Regions from separate parts of the Sus scrofa genome. Here region 1 is linked to region 2. The links are chromatin contacts, called in public HiChIP or PLAC-seq maps. All regions are on one chromosome and are shown on one strand. The core of a region is the stretch at or near the end of the contact, and the rest is flanking DNA. Distances in the headings are between cores, read along the strand shown.

Evidence for each region. HiChIP or PLAC-seq counts read pairs in DNA pulled down with a chosen protein or histone mark.
Region 1: a contact with region 2 is called in an H3K27ac HiChIP or PLAC-seq map of alveolar macrophages. The contact joins two enhancer-like sites. A contact is called at or near these places in 9 of 47 Hi-C or Micro-C datasets (embryonic fibroblasts, fetal skeletal muscle, heart right ventricle and 6 more) and 2 of 2 datasets of contacts at active chromatin or transcription factors (alveolar macrophages and skeletal muscle).

Annotation. Positions count from the first base shown.
Region 1 is chr13:199,459,930-199,466,993 of Sscrofa11.1, forward strand. No RefSeq gene overlaps it. Among named protein-coding and RNA genes, the nearest start is that of SETD4, 130 kb to the right of the region's middle. Within about 2 kb of position 5,267, at least 12 of the 83 cell types and tissues checked have an H3K27ac peak or open chromatin away from gene starts, as enhancers often do. A contact at or near this core is called in alveolar macrophages, where this site is marked.
Region 2 is chr13:198,270,550-198,277,933 of Sscrofa11.1, forward strand. All of the region lies in intron 1 of CLIC6 (chloride intracellular channel protein 6), which reads left to right. Among named protein-coding and RNA genes, the nearest start is that of CLIC6, 24 kb to the left of the region's middle. Within about 2 kb of position 4,527, at least 1 of the 83 cell types and tissues checked has an H3K27ac peak or open chromatin away from gene starts, as enhancers often do. A contact at or near this core is called in alveolar macrophages, where this site is marked.

The DNA of each region.
Region 1 (7,064 bases), core at 4,017-6,516, 1.2 Mb after region 2:
GGGTCGATTATATTTTTGGTATGGAGCTGTAGGAGGTGTTTCTAAATTTTGGAGATTAATCCCTTGTCCGTTGCTTCATTTGCAAAGATTTTCTCCATTCTGCGGGTTGTCTTTTCATTTTGTTTAGGGTTTCCTTTGCTGTGCAGAAACTTTTAAGTTTAATTAAGTCCCATTTGTTTCCCAGTTTCCTTGCCAATCAGCCCCCTGTTGGATTCTACCAACGGGAGGCACAAAAGCAGCAAACTGGAAAAGTGGGAAGGGAGATGCCATTTTTCCACCTTCTGGAGGTACCTCTGGCAATGATGGTGGCAGCAGCAAGGGCTGCTGGTGTGGCTTCTGAGTTTCTATGCAGTCAGCTCAGTTTTATTAACAACAGTTTTGTGGCACAGAAAACCTAAGCTGAGGGTCCTGTCATGTTTCCTGTGGCTTCTTCAAGCCCAAAAGGATAGTGGCTTCCTACATTTAGCAATCTTTGGTTAACCTTGCCTCCCCATTTTTTTCTCCTTCATCTCTCTCAAATCATGTACAAAAAATTCTGTGTATAAATATACCTTGCTTTGTTGTTCCTCACTTTATGGCACTTCACAGACATTGCATATTTTACAATTGGAGGTTTGTGCCAACCCTGTGTTGATAAAGCCTAACAGCACAATTTTTCCAATATCATCAGCTCATGCATGTCTCTGTGCCACATTCAGGCAATTCTCCCATTTCAAATTTTCTCCTTACTATTATATTTGTTATGGGGATCTGTGATCAGTGATCTTTGACGTTATTATTACAACTCACGGAAAGCTTAGATGATAGTGATCATTTTTTAGCAACAAAGTATTGTTTTTGGCTGCGCCTGTAGCATATGGAAGTTTCTGGGCCAGGGATCAAATCTGAGCTGCAGCTGCAGCCTGCAGGGCAGCTGTGGAAACACCAGATCCTTAACCCACTGTGCCACAGTGGGAACTCCAAAAGTATTGTTAATTCAGGTATACACATTGTCTTTTAGACATAATGCTACTGCACACCTAATAGAATACAACATAATGTAAACATAACTTTTATACATACACTGGAAAACCAAAAAATTCATGTGACTCACTTTGTTGCAATATTCACCTAATTGCGGTGTTCTGGAACAAAGCCCACAATATCTCCAAAGTATACCTGTATCAGAATCTCCAAGTACGCCTGTATTTATCTCCAAAGTGTGCCGGTACTCCTTCTTTGAGATGTTTACGGTGATTGCTAAACAGGCAATTGCACTGACTGGAAACTGATCCATGGAACTTGTCATACAAATAATTTACCCTCATAAATGGCACTTGCAATGAAGCAAATTTTAATCAGATCATTTAAAAAATGATGTTAGGGGTTCCCTCCTGTGGTGCAGTAGGTTAAGGATCCGCACTGCCATAGCTGTGGTGTAGGTCATAGCTCTGGCTCGGATTCAGTCCCTGGCCCAGAAACTTCCATATGCTGTGGGTGTGGGAAAAAAAAAAAAAAAAGTGATGCTAATGTCATTTCATTCAGTGTGTCAAATCCATGGCAGAATTAGGAATAAAGATTTAATTCTATAAGTTCTCCTTCTAAGACTGGAAAATAGGCAGTGACGAGTACAATCTCTCCTCGAAACAGCATTGGTTTGGGTTTTATGCTTGCTGGGTTTGGGTTTGTCCATTCGGCTCATGTGCTGGCCTGCTGTAGGATCTCAGGCATTGTCACTGAGTTTGCATGGCTATCCCTGACCTAACAAGGCAGGTATTGGATGCCAGCAGTTTGATCCATGCATACACACAGGATATAGACGTAAGAGCTTCCCAAACCAACTGGAAAGAGGCCGGGGGGAATACTCCACGACATATTAATCAAAGTCAAATGGCAGAGCAAATTGAACTGGTTCATTAATTATGAAAATTCTCTTTCAAAGTGACATCTTGTTAACTATGTGGAAGCTTAGCACGTTTTCACATGGTCCTTTCTGTCTACTCAGATCTAAAAGATCACACATAGTAGTAAATTGAGGAGGGTTTTTTTTTTCCCTACTTAGGGCAAAAAGCTATTTTATGCCTAACCCATATCTAAATATATATTTGTATGTTTACTCATGCCCACAATGTGGATAGAAGTAGTGTGTTGGTAAAAGGAAGCTTATAATACCAAGACTGGTTTTATAAAGATGTACAGAGAGAGTTAGGAAAGTAAGTGTTGATTACTTCAAAACCTTTATTCTGTATTAAGTGACTGCACACCTGGGCTGACTGGGAAAATTCAGCTGCCATGTGGAAACTGGGCTTATTTCTCTGAGAATTTTGTCTAAAATAGTTAAAAGAATCTGTACACTGTCACTCAAGGGAACTTCAGTTCCTTGGTTTTATTCCTCCTTCCACAAATTTAAGTCTCTAAATGTCCCCTTTCAATGCTCACACCTTTGACATAAACTGAGATGGTCATGAGATGCTGTTTGACTTACCTCCTACTGTCTCATCGACCCAATCTAGTGACAAGGCCTGATCACTGGAAGCCCTTGACAGATAAGTTAGCTTCCTGGGTTGGCTGCTGTAACTAAGACCAAAGTAAGAGTGTCTGAATCTGATGGGAGTTCCTTTCTTTCCAATAAGGGTCTAATCATATGTATTTAAAAGCTGTTATACCACTCCATGACACCAAAGTCCCAATTCTGTCTTCCTGCTCTGCTATTCAAAATGCATGGCTTCAATTGTGCCAGCTCTTTGTGTGTGCGTTGTTGTTGTTGTTGCATCTGCTTTCTTTTTTTAAATTTTTTATTAAAGTTATAGTTGATTTACAATGTTCTGTCAGTTTCTGCTGTATAGCAAAGTGACCCAATCATACATATATATATATACATTTTTTTCTCATCTTATCCTCCATCATGTTCTATCACAAGTGATTGAATATAGTTTCCTGTGTTGTACAGTAGGACTTCATTGCTTATCCATTCTATTTTTTTTTTTTTTTTTTTTTGTCTTTTTAGGGCCGTAGCCACTGCATATGAAGGTTTCCAGGCCAGGGATCAAATCAGAGCTGTAACCACTGGCCTACACCACAGCCATAGCAACTTAGGATTCAAGCCAAGTCTTCATCCTACACCACAGCTCACAGAAACTCCAGATCCTTAACCCACTGAGCAAAGCCAGGAATCAAACCTGCGTCCTCATGGATACCAGTATGTTTGTTTCCCCTGAGCCACAACGGGAACTCCTGCTTATCCATTCTAAATGTAATAGTTTGCATTTGGGTTTAGTACATTTTGCCAGCTCTTGATACATGTATACCTAGGCCAGCGCAGAGAAGCCACAGCACTCAAGGTCAGATTCCATGGTCCAGAACTTAGTTACATGGCACTCTTCTGCACAAGAGAATACAGGAGAGTCTTCCTCCTGGGCTGCTGTGCATTCAACAATCCTGGAAAAGGAGGGCAGTGACTGGCCACCTCTACCACACTCTCCCTTTTGTGACGGTGCGGTGCATCCTTAAGTATTGGCACAGAGAAGGAACAAAATACCTAACTGTTAAACGAACAAATAAACAAATGAATGGATGAAATCCTTAAAAGAATGCTAATTTAGGAACAGATATGGGGGAGTTCCTGTTGTGGCACAGTGGAAATGAATCTGACTAGTATCCATGAGGATACCAATTCGATCCCTGGCCTCATGCAGTGGGTCAGGGATCTGGCATTGTCGTGAGCTGTGGGGTAGGCCACAGACTCGGCTCAGATCCTGCGTTGCTATGGCTGTGGCATAGGTTTGCAGCTGTAGCTGCAATTTGACTCCTAGCCTGGTAATGTCCATATGCTGAATGTAGCCCTAAAAAGCAGAAATATGTATGTATGTATATATGTGTGTGTGTGTGTGTGTGTGTGTGTGTGTGTATGGACAGATTGCTAGAATGTTTATGGTTCATTTTTTCCTATCAATTTCTCAAAAGTGAAATTTAAGTTTAACTAGATAAATAAGTTGATGTAGAAATTGTATATTTGACTAAGTGAAGTCAGAAAGGGAAAGACAAATACCATATGATATCACTTATATTGTGGAATCTAAAATATGGCACAAATGAACCTATCTACAAAACAGAAACAGACCCACAGACATAGAGAACAGACTTGTGGTTGCCAAGGGGGAGAGGGGAGGGACGGTATAGCCTGGGAGTTTGGAGTTAGTAGAGGCAAACTATTATGTTTAGATTGGATAAGCAATGAGGTCCACTGTACAGCATGGGGAGCTATAGCCAGCCTCTTGGGATAGACCATGATGGAAGATACTGTAAGAAAGGGAATATATATATATATATATATATATATATATATATATATATATGACTGGGTCACTTTTCTGTACAGTGGAAATTGGCACAACATTATAAATCAACTATACTTTAATTTTTTTAAAAAAAGAAAGAAATTGTACATTTGTATGTCAGAGTCAGAATAGCAATGTAAATACCCCATTGATGACTCCATCATATTTTTCCCCAGCATTTCCCACACGCATGTGGTCATGGAACACTTTTGTTAGAGAATATCCACTAACAAGTCATGAGACATTCATGAAAATTATCTCCTGCCTAAAATCTTAGCAGAAAAATAGAATGTAACCATTCATCTTCTCAGGTAAGACCTTAAAGAAATCAGTTTACACATACACAAAATATATAGAGATTTTTAGAGCAGCAACACATAGAGAAATTACTGCATGACACTGTAATGGTGGACACATGTCATTATACACTTGTCCAAACCCATTGTATGTACAACACCAAGAGTAAACTGCAAGATAGACTATGGACTTTGGGTGATTATGATGGAGGTTCATTAATTGTGACAGGCGTAGCCCTTAGGTGTGGAGTGTTGATAATGGAGGAGGCTATGCATGTAGCAGGGGGATGGAGGCTTGGTATATGGGAAGTCCCTGTACATCCTGCTCAGTTTTGTTGTGCAGTCAACTTCCCTAAAACATAAAATCTATTTTTTCAAAAAGCAACAGAAGAGAAGTCTTTTCAGAGCACACTGATAATAGTTCCGTGGTACCTTCCCATGGCTGTGAAGAACTGGACAGATTGACCTGATTGCGTGGCAGCGTCCTCTCCACAATGATTTCCCAATAATCACAGAAGGTTAGAAATGGCAGGGACCTTCAATGTCATCGAAGCCATCCATCTGCCCTCCGATCCTGATGTCACTGCAGGACTGAGAGGAAACAACCTCAGAACGAAACCTCATGACATGATCTCATTGGTACCTGCGGTCTGGATAACATCACTTCACTTTAAGTAAACACTGAAAAGGGAAGATCATCCAGACAGACAATCTCAGATGCACTATATATGGGGACGAGGGGATTGGAAGCAGTAGTCCAGGCAATCTGGCATTTGTTTGGAAAACACATCTGGAAATTGAAATGTGCTTGATGCATTCAGCGTATGCCCAGAGGTCTTTGAGGAAGCGTGCTCATAAAGAAGATGGGACTGTGTTAGCAACTGTGATTGATGCTGCTTTCATGCTGCAGCTCTTGCTCAAAAAGGAAGTTAGTCCAGTTCCCTTTTAAACAGTTTCTCAGCAGCAGGTGGCCACAAACCACTCAGAAAGCCAGTTTCGAGACAACATGAAGGAGTTGTCTCGAAATTCCACTGTTTGGTAATGATTCTCCATTCAACCATTAAAGGGTATGAGAGTGAGGGCAGAGAGGGTAGAGTTTTAGTCGGTAATAGTCTCTTGGAGTTATAAAAGTCCACAAAGAGCCTGGGTCATTTCTCCCATTTCAAAGAAATGTTATAAAATGCTTGTACTAATTAAAAACTCAGTGTTGGAAACCTCTTGTAAGTAGCATGATTTGGGGGGAGAGGGTTGAGGAGGAAGTCAACTGAAAACGGTTTGGAGCAATGTATTGGCTAAATATGTAACTTTTCCACCATAGATTTCATTTTTCCACTAATGAGTTCTTTTTCTTCTCTACATTTAGTCTGGAAAACTTCCAGACTGGGAGATTTTTTTTTCCAAATTCTGGTGTTTGTTTTCGTTGAACTAAGTTGATTGACAACACTATGTTAGTTTCAGGCATACAGCAAAGTGATTCAGATATATATGTACATATATGTGTATATAAGTATGTGTCTACACATATGATTTATCAGATTCTTTTCTATTATAGGTTACTACAAGACACTGAATACAGTTCCCTGTGCTACACAGTAGGTCCTTGTGTTTATCTAGTTTATATATAGCAGTGTGTGTCTATTAATCCCACACTCATTTATCCCCTCCCTCTTTCCCCTTTGGTAACCACAAGTTTATTTTCTGTGACCACTAATGAATTTTGAGTCTCCAGAAAGTAAAAAAAGACTATTTCTCCATTTGTCTGAGCAGGAATCCATTTTAACGAAGTTAAGTCCGGAGCCTGAAAGAAACTAGACAATACTAGAACATAATCGTGCTCATTTTAAAAGAAAAAGAAAAGAGAGCCAGGTTAATGTTGAAGACGGTAAATACAAATGAAAAATGTGTCACTCGATGTATTACTAAAAGGATGGATATATTTTCAAATGCGACTCATTCCATTGAAACAGGAAGGGGGTGAAGAGCAGAAGAACACGAGCATCTGACGAGGCAGTTAACCTAACTCAGCGAGAGAGCTCTGCTCCTGGCAGGGGAGGAGGGTACCCTCCTCCGGGTGGGGGCGCGGGGCTGGACCAGCTCACTCCAGCCAGTGGCCTGTGGAGAGAGAGTCATGGAAACGCGCGCGCGCACACGCACACGCGCACCAGCCAGAGAGTGCGAAAGAGAGAGGGGCTGCACCAACCCCTTTGGGACCAAGGCAGCTGAAGACATCGCTCAGAAAGAAAGAAATCGAGAAAAAAAATGGGGAGAGTCGGGGGATGGTTCTTAGACACTTCCGGTTTGTGTTGCCGGACTGGAATAGATGTTTGCTCAAACTTACAATGTTATAACTGGAGTTCCCGTCGTGGCGCAGTGGTTAACGGAATCCGACTTGGACCATGAGGTTGCAGGTTCAGTCCCTGCCCTTGCTCAGTGGTTACGATCCGGCGTTGCC
Region 2 (7,384 bases), core at 3,277-5,776:
GCGGGTCTCAGCTTACTGACAAAGAACTCTCAAGTTCAGTAAATGAATTACCTGTGATCTAGGAAGCCCTGAACTTCTAAGAAGTCACAGACCACAAGGAAATACAAAATGAAGTCCAATTGTTAAAATGGGGATTGTTATCCTGTTCGACACAGTTCCAGTAAGTGATTTTTCCTAAACGCCATAGTTTTTTTTTGCGGGGATTCTGACTCTGATTTTTCTGCTTTTGAAGCGTAAAGTCAAGTTTTCCTATGTTATACACAATGTGATTTTATATGCTTCCTGTTCCTTCCCCCTCCCCTTTTTTTTTGGCTGTCCCACCTATGGCTTTCCTTGGATCAGACCTACACCGCAACTGTAGCAACACCAGATCCTTAACCCACTGTGCTGGGCTGGGGATTGAACCTGCCTCCCAGTACTCCAGAGATGCTGCCAGTCCCATTGTGCCACAGTGGGAACTCTTCTGGTTGATTTTTTTGTCTCCTTTCACTGATACAAGATGACAGGTTGGTTTGAGTCCAAACTTGTGAAGCATGATGTTTCTGGTTAGTAATGCAGGCTTACCTTCAACCGATTCTCAGTGGCCAGGAGAAAAAGGAGCAACAGGGAAAATTACCAAGTTGATGTAGTTTAGGTTTCTTTTCTCTCTCTCTCTCTTTTTTTTAATACCTGCAGTATGTGGAACTTCCTGAGCTAGGGGTCTAATTGGAGCTGCAGCTGCAACCTACACCACAGACACATCGATGCCTGTTCCTTAACCCACTGAGCAAGGCCAGGGATCGAACCCAGATCTTCATGGAGACCATGTCAGGTTCTTGACCCACTGAGCCACAAGGGGAACTCCTGGTTTAGCTTTCTTAAAAGCGAAGGCATAGGGCCAAATTGATGAAATTTGTATTTAAATTAGAAAATACTATCCCCAAACTAGACCACGGATCTGACATGTGGTTTCTTAGGGCCTTATACAACTTCTCCTTTATAGAAATTTTGTTTGTGCTGGGAGCTGTGGGTTGGTTTGCTATTCTTTGGAGTTGCAGGAGCCATTCAAGGATAATTCAGTTATTCCATTAAATGAGGCAATTGCAGGAGAAAGTGATAGCCTAATTGACTAGAAACAGCTCTGTTTTATTTTTCCTTTAAAATAACAGCCAGTTCAAGATTTCTGGGTGTTCCCTTCATGGCTCAGCAGCTAACGAACCTGACTAGTATCTGTGAAGATGCAGGTTCGATCCCTGGCCTTGCTCAGTGGGTTAAGAATCCAGCATTGCCATGAGCTGTGGTGTAGGTCTCAGACCCTGCTCGGATCCCGCATTGCTGTGGTGGTGGTGTAGGCTGGCAGCTGCAGCTTCAATCTGACACCCTAGCCTGGGAACTTGCATGTCCTGCAGGTGTGGCCCTAAAAAAGCAGAAGAAAATAAATAAATAAAATAAAAGAAAGTTTTTTCAGTCATCTATAAGCTCTACTAGCAACTTTAATTTAGAAAGCCAAGTCTATTTAGCACTCTAGTGCTTGAGTTCTTTGCTATTTTTCAGTAGCATTTCAATCAATACTTTATACTGTGGTATAATAAATATACAATGTTTTATTAGTGTCAGGTGTATAACATAATGATTTAGTATTTGTATGTATTGTGAACCAGTCACCACAATAAATGTAGTCAACATCCTTCGCCATATAGAGTTAATTTTTTTTTTTTTCTGTTTTGTGGTGAGAAACTTTAAGATCTACTGTCTCAGGAAATTGCGAGTGTGCACCATGATATTCTTAACTCTAGTTCCCAAGCTGTGCTTTGCATCCCCATGACTTATTTTATAACTGGAAGTCTGTGCCTTTTGCCTCCTTCAGTCATTTCACCTCCCCTCTTCCCCCCAATATCTGGCAACCACTGATGTGTTCTCTGTACCTATGAGCTTGGTTTTTTTGTTGTGTTTTTGTTTTTTTAGATTCCACAGATAAGTGAGATCATATGGTATTTGTCTTTTTCTTCCCTCAAATGCCCTCAAAGTCTGTCCACTTTGTCACTAATGGCAAGTTGTCCATATTTTGTTTTATAGCTGAATAATATTCCATGGTGTGTATACATATAATATACTATATATAATTATAATATCTATATAATATGTAATATGTATATAATAGACACACACCATATTTTCTTTATCCATTCATCTGCCAGTGGACACTGGATTGTTTCCATATCTTGGCTATTATAGATGCTGCAGTGAATATAGGGACATATCTTGGCTATTATAGATGCTGCAGTGAATATAGGGATGCATATATCTTTTAGAGGCAATATTTTTTTTGTCTTTTTAGGGCCACACCCATGGTGTATGGAGGTTCCCAGGATAGGGGTCAAATCAGAGCTGTAGCCACCATCCTAAGCCACAGCCACAGACATGCCAGATCCAAGCTGTCTTCAACCTACACCACAGCTCAAGGCAATGCCGGATCCTTAACCCAATGATCAAGGCCAGGGACTGAACGCGCATCCTCATGGATACGAGTTGGGTTTGTTACCACTGAGCCACAATGGGAACTCCTATTTTTAATGTTTTAAGGAAACTCCATACTCTTTTCCACAGTGCTTGCACCAATTTACATTCCACCAGCAATGCACAAGGGTTTCCTTTTCTTCACCTCCTCATCAGCACTTTTAGTTTTTGTCTTTTTGATAGCAGCTTTTCTAAAACATTGTGGTTTTGATTTGAATTTCCCTGATGATTATTGATGCTGAGCATCTTTTCATGTGCCTGTTGACCATCTATATGTTTTCTCTGGAAAAATGTCTGTTCAGATCCTCTAGTCATTTTTATTTTTATTTATTTATTTATTTGTCTTTTTGCCATTTCTTGGGCTGCTCCCATGGCATATGGAGGTTCCCAGGCTAGAGGTCTAATAGGAGCTGTAGCCGCCAGCCTACACCACAGCCACAGCAACAGGGGATCCGAGCCTCGTCTGCAACCTACACCACAGCTCACGGCAACGCCGGATCCTTAACCCACTGAGCAAGGCCAGGGATCGAACCCGAAACCTCATAGTTCCTAGTTGGATTCGTAAACCGCTGGGCCACGACGGGAACTCTTGCCATCTTTCAATATTAAAAGGAAAGCATTCTAAAATCCACACTGGTCATAAGAATTCCCTCAATAAGCTTTAAGATATTTCTGATTAACTGACTAGTTTCCACTTGAACAAAAAATGTAAAATTCCCAGTCCCCTCCCTTCCTCACCTCAATACATAGAACTTTCTTCAGTTGGTCACTGAAACCGACATGAGTGTCTTTAAAGCACTAGACTTTCTTCCTTGTAAAAAGACAGTTCCAGACCTTTGGTCTTCCTTTTTTTTTTTTTTTTTTAGCCACACCAGCAGCATATGGAGGTTCCCAGGCTAGGGGTCAGATCAGAGCTCTAACTGCTGGCCTACACCAGAGCCACAGCAGCGCGGAATCCAAGCCTCATTTGCACCCTACGCCACGGCTCATAGCAATACCAGATCCTTAACCCACTGAGCAAGGCCAGGGATCAAACCTGCGTCCTCATGCATACTAGTTGAGTTCATTAACCACTGAGCCATGACAGGAACTCCTGGTCTTCTTAAACATAAACATTACAAAGAAAAAGAGAAAGCAGGTGCCTTTTTTATTTTTTAAGCAAACTACAATTTCCAAAGAATTATGCAAATGAGCTAGAGAATTCTCAACAAATTGAGAAAGCTGAATCTGAACATTTTAGAGGTAATCAGAATTTCCATGGCTACTCTCCCACCCACCACGCTTCCTCCTCCCTTCTTTCCTCAGGTTTTTTTTTGGGGGGAGGGGTGTTTTCAGGGCTGCGCCTGCGGCATGTGGAAGTTCCCAGGTTAGGGGTCGAAATCTGAGCCATAGCTGCTGGGTTGTACCACAGCCACAGCAACGTGGCATCCGAGCCAGGTCTTCAACCTACACCACAGCTCATGGCAACACTGGCTCCTTAACCCACTTAGAGAGGCCAAGGGTCAAACCTGTGACCTCATGGATACAAGTCAGGTTTGTTTCCACTGAGCCAGGATGGAAACTACCTCCTCATGGTTTTTTAAATGAGACTCCAGAGATAATTTATACGTCTCCAACTGTTATTTTCCTATCATAAGCAAAGTATGCACAAGTCAGCTGCTGATCTCAAATCGAGATGCATTAGTAAAGGCATTACTGTTCAGGTCCAAAGTTGTGTTTGGTTCAGACCACTGCAGTGCCCAGGACAGGAAGACGATGCCCTCTTGGGGTAATTTTCCTGTGGGGTCTGAAGGGGCCAGGGTATGGAGAGAGACCAAGACATTCTAGTCTTTCCAGGACTTTCCTAGTTTTAAAACGGATAATTCTGGGTAGTAGGAAACCCGAGTCTCCGGCAAATTGCGAAGGTTTAGCCTCTAAAGGGCCTAAAAACGAATCTGTGACATTTTCCACCAAACTCTAAAGAGGGATGGGTGTGTTTGAAGGAAAGGTGCTACGTCGGGAGAGTGCATCGCAAGACCACGAGGGGGCGCCAACAACCTCTTGAAGACGGTGTACAGTCTGACGCTGTTAAAGCCCTTCTGAGAAGGCAGGTTCTAAAAACTACCTTGAGGAACCAAGATCACCAAGATTAAAAAGAACAAAATGTCGGAGTTCCTGTTGTGGTGCAGCGGAAACGAACCCGACGAGGAACCATGAGGTAGAGGTTTGATCCCTGGCCTCGCTCAGTGGGTTAAGGATCTAACGTTGCCGTGAGCTGTGGTGTAGGTGGCAGAGGTGTTTCGGATCTGGTGTTGCTGTGGCTGTGGTGTAGGCTGGCAGCTGTAGCTCCGATTAGACCCCTAGCCTGGGAACCTTCACATGCCACGGGTGTGGCCCTAAAAAGCCCCCCCCACCCAAAAAGAGCAAAATGTCATGGGTAGACCCCTCATCCTCTTGGGAGCGTGATCTGTGACTGTGCCTTGTTACATTTTTGACCAGATGGATCCTCAATCTTACCTAATTGAAAAAAATGGGGTGAAAAATACAGCCTCCTGAGTCAAGAGGAAAGCTATGTTTGGGGCTTGTCTGCCAGACTCTGTGGCCTCATAGCTGACGTGGAAGAGCCAGCAGGCCCTCCTATAATTCAGGTCAGAAGTGTGGGTATAGTTCACAAGTCCGCAAAGAGGAGCTTGGCTTTTGGGGGGCTCGACACAGAGCTTCTTCAGATGACCACCTTGCAAATCCTTGGCAAACGAGGAGAGGCTCCTGCAGGAAGTTTCTGGGAATAGGCTAAGTGCTGCCTGCTTCAGGGTTCACCTGATCGATGTGGGCTTGATTCACTGAACCATCTTAGGACAAGGTTTAGGATTTCCATATGGGAGTCAGCAGCTGGACTAGTTTCCTGTTGCTGCTGTAACAAATGACCACAACCTTGGTGGCTTAACGCAAATGTATTATTTTACAGGTCTCTTGGTCAGAAGTGTGACACAGGCCTCTCTGGGCTAAAACTGAGGCACGTGTTGGGCCTCCATTTCTTTTTGGAGGCTCCAGGGGAGAATCCGTGCCATTGGCTTTTCCAGTTTCTACAGGACACCTGCATTCCTTGGTTCAGAATCTTCCCCCACCTTCGAAACCAGCAATATGCATCTCTGACCATTTTTCTCTAGTCCAGTCTTCCCCGATCAAGCTGGAAAAGGGTCTCGCTATAAAGGATGCATGTGATCAGACAGGGCCCACTGAACCACCCCCATCTCAAAGCCACGGCCTTGACCACCTGTGCAGAGCTCTTTGTTGCCATAGGTAGCATATCCGTAGGTTCTGAGAGCTGGGATGTGGACGTCCTTGGGGGACCATTATTCTGCCTACTGTACCAGCAAATGGTCTTGGAGCTTGTTCTTCCACGTTCTGTCGTTCTCACCCCAGACCACAGCTAGAATGAGTTGTGGTCGAGCATCGATCCACTAGTTATTTTGCTGGCTGCTCTGAGATGGCCCCACTGGTTCTTAACTAACCCCGTCTCAGACTGCAATGGGAAGGGCAAGTCCAAAAACATCTTTTTTCTACCGAAGGCAATGGTCTTGGTTTGTGCTCAGCACCCTCTGGTGCTTTTACTGAAAGCTATCTATGGCCAAGATCAGGCATTCGCTTTAAAATCCCAGACCCCAACTCTTTGGGCCACATGACATGGAACATGCCACATGGGCTGTGATGAACTGGATTCAAGTGGATTCGACAGGATCTGTCAAGGAGCATTTGGCTCCATCTGTCTTGTTGGAAGAAGAGCTGGGCTGTCACAGCATTGCAGGACCCCTGTTTTCACAGGGGAGGCCAGCCCTGCATGGCTGTGTGTGTCCTGGGGAGGGGGCACGGCTGTTGATTGGGCAGAAGGCCTGTTTGCACTCCAGGTGTGGGCATAGGGAAGGCGATGTCAAATTCACTGTCACCTTGACTTTTGGCAAAAGTTTCCCAGAGAGGGAACAGAAGAGCACCCAGCCAAAGGCCCCCTCACCCCTGTCCACTTGGCTATCAGAGTTGTCCCCAGGACTGTCAGTGCCCCATTCACTGTCTGCCCTTTGCACTTTTCACTTGCTGCTGCAGTGTATTTTCTTATTATGGATTCTTGCCAGCCACCTCCCATCCTTACCGAAAGAAGGGGGGACAAAACAAACAAACAGACAACCCAGACAGTGCCCTTTTTTTCTGAGGAAGGGACCTGTTGGAGCTGGAACCTCTCCACGTGGGCACAGGCCAGTGCCCAGAGTGGGAGGAAGGGGATGGACTCTGGCTGACTCCCGGGTTCAGATCCCGCTGTGGATAGGGTCTTCATTTTCTCGCCCGTGGATGGAGAGAGTATTGGTGTCTAATAGGGTTGCTGTCAGGATGTGTGGGGTTGATGTAAGTAGGGTGTTGAGACCTATAACTGGTAAAGAGGAAGTGCTGTGTAAGTCTTGGCTGGTACTGCTCCCATCTTCATCATCATTTCACAGCATAGACATTTTGTTTACAATGACTGTAAAAGACAGATCTGGAATCTGTCAACTTTTCTTTTAAACCTGGTTTAATTATAGTTGATCCACAATGTTCTGTCAACTTCTACTGTACAGCAAAGTGACGTGTGTATATATATATTCTTTTTCTCATGTTATCGTCCATTATGTTCTTTCACAAGAGATCGTATTTAGTTCCCTGTGCTATTCAGCAGGACCTCATTGCTCACCCATTCTAAATACAATAGTTTGTATCTGTCAACCCCAAACTTCCCGTCCGTCCCACCCCATCCCTCTCTCCCTTGGCAACCACAAGTCTGCTCTCCGTGTCTGTGAGTCTGTTTCTTTTCTATAGATAGATTCATCTGTGCCATATTTTACATTCCACATATATGTGATATCATATGGTATTTGTCTTTCTT